Regions from separate parts of the Zea mays genome. Here region 2 is linked to region 1. Evidence: chromatin contacts called from public Hi-C data. All regions are on one chromosome and are shown on one strand. The core of a region is the stretch at or near the end of the contact, and the rest is flanking DNA. Distances in the headings are between cores, read along the strand shown. Region 1 holds the start of LOC103647945 (probable apyrase 2). Region 2 holds the start of LOC100280564.

The links. Hi-C and Micro-C count contacts between places; a contact is called where the count stands out from the background.
Region 2: a contact with region 1 is called in a Hi-C map of leaf, with 8 times the contacts expected there. The contact joins the promoter of LOC100280564 here to the promoter of LOC103647945 in region 1. A contact is called at or near these places in 5 of 25 Hi-C or Micro-C datasets (bundle sheath, ear, leaf and 2 more).

What each region holds. Positions count from the first base shown.
Region 1 is chr2:224,085,497-224,088,385 of Zm-B73-REFERENCE-NAM-5.0, forward strand. It overlaps LOC103647945 (probable apyrase 2), which reads left to right and starts at 1,388. Exons shown (of 9, transcript NM_001353419.1): 1 at 1,388-2,183; 2 at 2,259-2,387; 3 at 2,478-2,534; 4 at 2,685-2,777. The coding sequence starts at 1,878.
Region 2 is chr2:224,403,006-224,405,705 of Zm-B73-REFERENCE-NAM-5.0, forward strand. LOC100280564 reads left to right here and starts at 1,370. Exons shown (of 6, transcript NM_001153483.1): 1 at 1,370-1,598. LOC100193477 (putative TCP-1/cpn60 chaperonin family protein) reads left to right here. Exons shown (of 15, transcript NM_001254862.2): 13 at 1-76; 14 at 161-279; 15 at 391-593. The coding sequence ends at 466.

The DNA of each region.
Region 1 (2,889 bases), core at 138-2,637:
ATTGTGTGTTTTGAAGCATGTTCTACAATAGTAGAAACATAAGACTGCAGCGAGCCTGAGCATGTGCCTAGGATCGCCGGGCTCTGGATGTCAACAAAGAGATTAGAATTTCCAAAGGAATGACAACCAAATGAACCTATAAATTTTTTTATGGCAACGAGGGGGTTCATAAGATTTTGGTAAGAAAAGGATTATATAGTCCCCACCCACCCACACACTTTGATTGTCTTGGAGGCTTCGATCCGGCCGTCAAAGTCAAAATCTTGTGACGGCACCACGTGGCACGTGCCCTGTTGCCACGTGTGGAGATCCGGGAAGTTGGGGAGGTTGACCCTTGACGTAAAATCAAGGAATCTGGAGCGCACGGTTTGGGCCTGGGGATCAGCTCGCAGGGGGAGTTCTGGGTTCTCGTTGTGGGCCGCGTGGTGATCCCGGACAGTTTGCTAGCGGGCCAACAAATGCGATGTCGCTGATGGAATTTGTGGTCACGCTGCTCCGCCCATTACGCTCCGTTTTTTAGAGCCTTGTGCATTTATACAGAAATACTAATAGACAAATTATTTTTAGTTGTGTTGTTAGACCGTGTTTAGAGCTAATAGTTAGTGCTAAAAATTAAAGGTAGAGATCCCGACCTCCAACTAATTGGTAGCTAACAATTAGTTTATTAGCTCTGTTTAGCTAAACAGGGCCTTAGAATGTTAAAAAAAACTCGAAGAAGCACAGGTCAGAATGTCATCAGTTGGGTCTGTTGGTTTATTTCTCCACAAGGATGCTCTGGAGCAGCTTCGAGTGCTTCTTGGATACTATTGCAAGCTCAATTTCTCTCTTCGACGCTAGCAGGGAAGCTCATGCAAGTTCAGATGCAAGTGCTCTGTCATTCATTGCAAGTTCAGTGGTTATCCAGTAAAGTCTGGCTCCAAATTCTCATTGCTAAGGACACGGGTGCTCGAGCTGATAAGCATGGACATTCAGATGCATGCAGAAGTAATTAATTGTCTTACTCTGTGCTTTGGCATGTGGACTGCAGCAATGGGGTGCACATTTGTGTGGTTATGGGATGCCAACATGAGCTAGACTTCATCGAAAGGATGATTCAAAAAACACGCGGCGTGGACCCAGCCAGCATGGAGACCGACGGAGTCCCAGTCCCGGGCTTCGTATTCGTTCCACGCCAGCCAGCCGCAGCCCTTCCAGCCCGGGAGCGCCGGCCAAACTCTGAAAGCGAACCCAGGTCTCCTTCAATTCAACACGATGCGCGCCTCCCAGAAGGCGGAAGCCACCGGCGCCAGCACGGCGAAATCGGGGCGGGCAGCAGCAGGAGCAGCACGCACCGTCGCAGCGCGGTCAGGGCCAGTATAAAAACGCCGTCGCATTCCAAAGCCGCCGGTTTCCACACACCACGCCACAGCCAGCCGGGGGTGGTTCGGCATCGGCTTCGGCAGGCAGAGCACTTTCCATCCGGCCCTCGCCTCCTCGCGCTGCATCTCCCCTGACCCCTGTGCCTTGTCCGCCCGCGGCAGATCCTGAGGCGGCTCGCACTTCCGTGTTCCGTCCGCCGCGCTTCCCTTTGCCCACGCCACGCGATCCCAATTTCCAAACCCGAGCGAGGTCAACTCAAAGTACCCGCGCCGCGCGTACGCCATAAACGTTGCCTGCCGCGTCTTCCGACCGTCCCCCACGCCACGACGCAGTCGCAGCAGATCCACCACCGACGCGCGCGCCGCGCGCCCCGACGCGGAGCGCTGGATCCCGCGCAGCAGGAGGCGGCCAACCCGTCGCCGTCGCAGTCTCCCCCGGCCCCCGCAAGCGGCGGCCGCGGCGTCCGCTACCGCACGCCCTCGTCCCCGGACCTCCTGCTCCTCCCCGCCGACCCCAAGATGCGCCGCTACTCCGCGCTGCCCAACGGCGGCCGCCAGGAGACGCTGGCCGACCGCGCGCACCGCTACCGGGGCGTCTTGCTCGTCGTCCTCGCCCCGCTCGCGCTCGTCTCCCTCGTGCTCCTCCTCATGCCGCGCTCGCCCGCCGGCGCCACGGCCGGCGCCAGGAGGTCCGGCCCGCCCGGGGCCGACAAGTACGCCGTCATCTTCGACGCCGGGAGCTCCGGCAGCCGCGTCCACGTCTTCCGCTTCGACGCCAACCTGGATCTCGTCCACATTGGCAGCGAGATCGAGCTCTTCGTCCAGGTACGCTATGCCCCGCGCCGGTGATCCGTTCGCCGATTGGATCTGGATCTGACTCGCGTCTCCTTCCGCCTGCAGATAAAACCGGGGCTTAGCCACTACGCCAACGATCCCCGGGAGGCCGCCGAGTCGCTCGTCTCTCTCCTTGACGATGCCAAGCGAGTGGTGCCCGCGGAATTGCGCGACCAAACTCCTGTCAGAGTCGGGGTGGGTGGCACATCGCACCAGTTGATTTTGTTGTGCTTGATAGTGTTCTTACTGAATTATTTAGCTTCCTTCTCCTCCATCCTTGCGCAGGCCACCGCAGGGCTGAGAAATTTGGGTGCACAAAAATCGGAGGCGATATTGCAAGCGGTAAATGGTTCTTTTAGTATAACATTTCAAGGATGCATTCATCAGTGGATGTAGCATGGTTTCACTAAGTGATTTCTTTTGTTGTTGTTTGATTATGACCATGATCAGAGCTTTCGATTAACTCTGATGGCATATCCATAACTGGTGCAGGTTAGGGACATTCTTCGCGAAAAGAGTTCCTTTAAAAACCAACCGGATTGGGTTACAGTTCTTGATGGAACGCAGGAAGGTGCATACGAATGGGTATGATGCTTTTCTTCTCCATTTGTTGCTGCTCTAATTCGTAACTTTGCCAGCTGATTCTCAGAAATGCTTCTCACAACTCAATGTGGCCAAGGCTTTCGATTGACAAGAT
Region 2 (2,700 bases), core at 120-2,619, 320 kb after region 1:
AGCTCTTCTTGTTATACCCAAGACTTTGGCTGAGAACTCTGGTTTAGATACTCAAGATGTGATTGTTTCTCTCCAGGTATGTGTGGGTGTATCACTTCGTTTGTATTATTAGTAGTTAACTCAGGGAAGTTATTGATCATTTTCCTTGTGCTTTCTTAAGAATGAGCATGACCGTGGATTAGTTGTGGGGTTGAACCATCACTCTGGGGATCCGATTGATCCCCAGATGGAAGGCATCTTCGACAACTACTCTGTGAAGCGCCAGATCATCAATTCTGGGTATGTGATGCAGCTGCCAGTTTGTGTTTCTATTGTTCTTGTAACTGTGCTTTCTAAAACATCATTGATGTGCAAAGCTAACGACGATTTTTTTGTTGGTCTTTGCTGTAGACCCATCATTGCATCCCAGTTGCTGCTTGTGGATGAAGTGATCAGGGCAGGCCGCAACATGAGGAAACCGACTTAGATTTTTGTCGCCACCTAGCCGAGACTTATTTGTTCTACCTTTTGTTTTGGTTTTGTGCCTAGTAGTGATCTGGATGATACGTTTGACTTGAGTTGGTCCCATTTCACGAAGCAGGTCGCATTCGCTTTTTTTTTTTGGGATTACTGCGTGCTTCCATTTTAACATGGGATTTTAGTTTTATCGATGGTTTTAACATCCTCCTATGAGGAAACAAAGCCTCTAGAGAGACGAGGTTGCCTTCCCGAAGTTAGTGCCACCAAACTTGCTGCATGGAACATGAAGAAGCAATGTTTATAACAATGTTATTATCAAGTAATCCGATGTGATGGATAAAATATTGGTACTGGCGTTTTTCCTCTTACCAACTGGCGAGCACCTACCATACATATGGGGCGTGTGTTTCCAAGTCTGAACTTCCTGGGCCACGGAATAGTCTTCATTGGCAGGCAGCAATCAATCGATAATCAATCTGTTTATTTATTGGTGACTATAATATGATGATGGTCCGTATTTAAAATTCAAATTTTAAATATCATATTTTTAAAACAACATTGTAGAAGTCTTATAGCTGGATTAAATATGCCACTCGAGGCAAACTAAGCACAAGCACCCCCCTGCTACGTATGCCACTGAAAGTCATAAAAATTTCAAATAAAATTCTGAGTCGTAAATGAGTTCATTCAAATACAAAAGTAGTCCACTATAACATTGCTGTAGGCCCCTTTAGTTTATCTCGAAATTTTAATTTGGAACGTAGGGGTATTCTCTTTTTTAAAACTATTGGTATCTTCGTTATTTTTTTATTTATAGTTCGCTAGCTTATTTTAAAATAAAACGTGATAAATAAAAAATACGGAATACCTTCTATGTTAAAATAAAAAAGTTCCCACCTAGACTCCCTCTGTAGTCTGTACTCACATCTTTCCCTCCCGTCGGCCAGCAGCCTTCCGGTTCAGGCCCCGTCGCATCTCTCCTCGTCGGCCAGCTGCAGGGCACCTAGCGCGTGGTCGGCGAGCGCGCGGGCGGGCGGCAGGGGGCGCCGCGGCGGCGAGCGCGCAGGCCCCCACTCACAGACGACTGGGCCGGCCTTCACTGCTACTTCGGCCCCTTCGTCGCCGACGAGAACCACCGCGTACGCCCTCCCCTTGTCTTCTTTTCCTTCTGCGCGAAACCGTGCGCCCAAACCCTGACTTACTATTCGTACTCGGATCTGAATCTAATTGCAAGTATATATGCATTCATGTATTATGTCTACTAACTTTGATTGCTTTGCAAAAATTATCGGGTGTACATCCATGTCCTTTACTGGGTTCGCCCCTGATCACCAATGGATCTTTTTTTGTTCAATTGGTTGAAGCCTAGTACAGATCTGTGATGAATTCCACAAATAAGCATGGCCACTTGTGATTTGTGAGTTCAACAAAGTGCTAAGCACTAAGCGAGCGCTCGATGGGTGAAAAAGCTTAAGCGCGATTAAGTGTTTTTGCAAATATCGTAAAAAAAATCCAATTATATACCTAAAAAGTGGGTTTTGAAGTGGTCTTCTTACAGCAACAATTCCTTGCCTCTTGTCCTCTTCCTTTCTCCACTGCAGTTGAACCTACACAAATAACGACAAAGCACTGGGTTTCTTGTTTCTTTGCATGAACAAGAACAAATTAACAGCAGTAACACTCAGCACAAATTAACAGCATCCAGAAATTAACAACAACAGCACACTGCACGAATGAACAGCAGCAGAAACCAAATTAACAACAACACTACATCATGCACGAGTTATGAGTGCATGACATAACATAGCATAGTTGATAGTTCATAACTGATACTCCCTCTGTTCTTTTTTATTTGTCACGTTTTAGTTTAAAAAAATTAACTAGCGAGCAACAAATATTCGAGAACGGAGGTAGTAATTCAAACTCAAACATGGGGGCAAATGAAATGTCTTAGTCATAGCAGCAACTAGCAGTACAGGACAACACACAGCAGGTAGCACAAGTGCACAACACAACCAAGCATGATATGACATGCAACCACACCACACAAATTGCCACAGCTCACAGCCTCAATTCTCAAAGGAACTTGCTCCAAGTATTTCATCTTCATCATCCTCATAATGAATATGTTCTTCCTCATAGTCAGGGTCATTGGTTTCAGATTCCCACTCCTCTTCATGTAGATCTCTATTCTCTAGGCCGGGTCCAGTCCCATCCTGGCTCCAAGTAAATATCATTTGA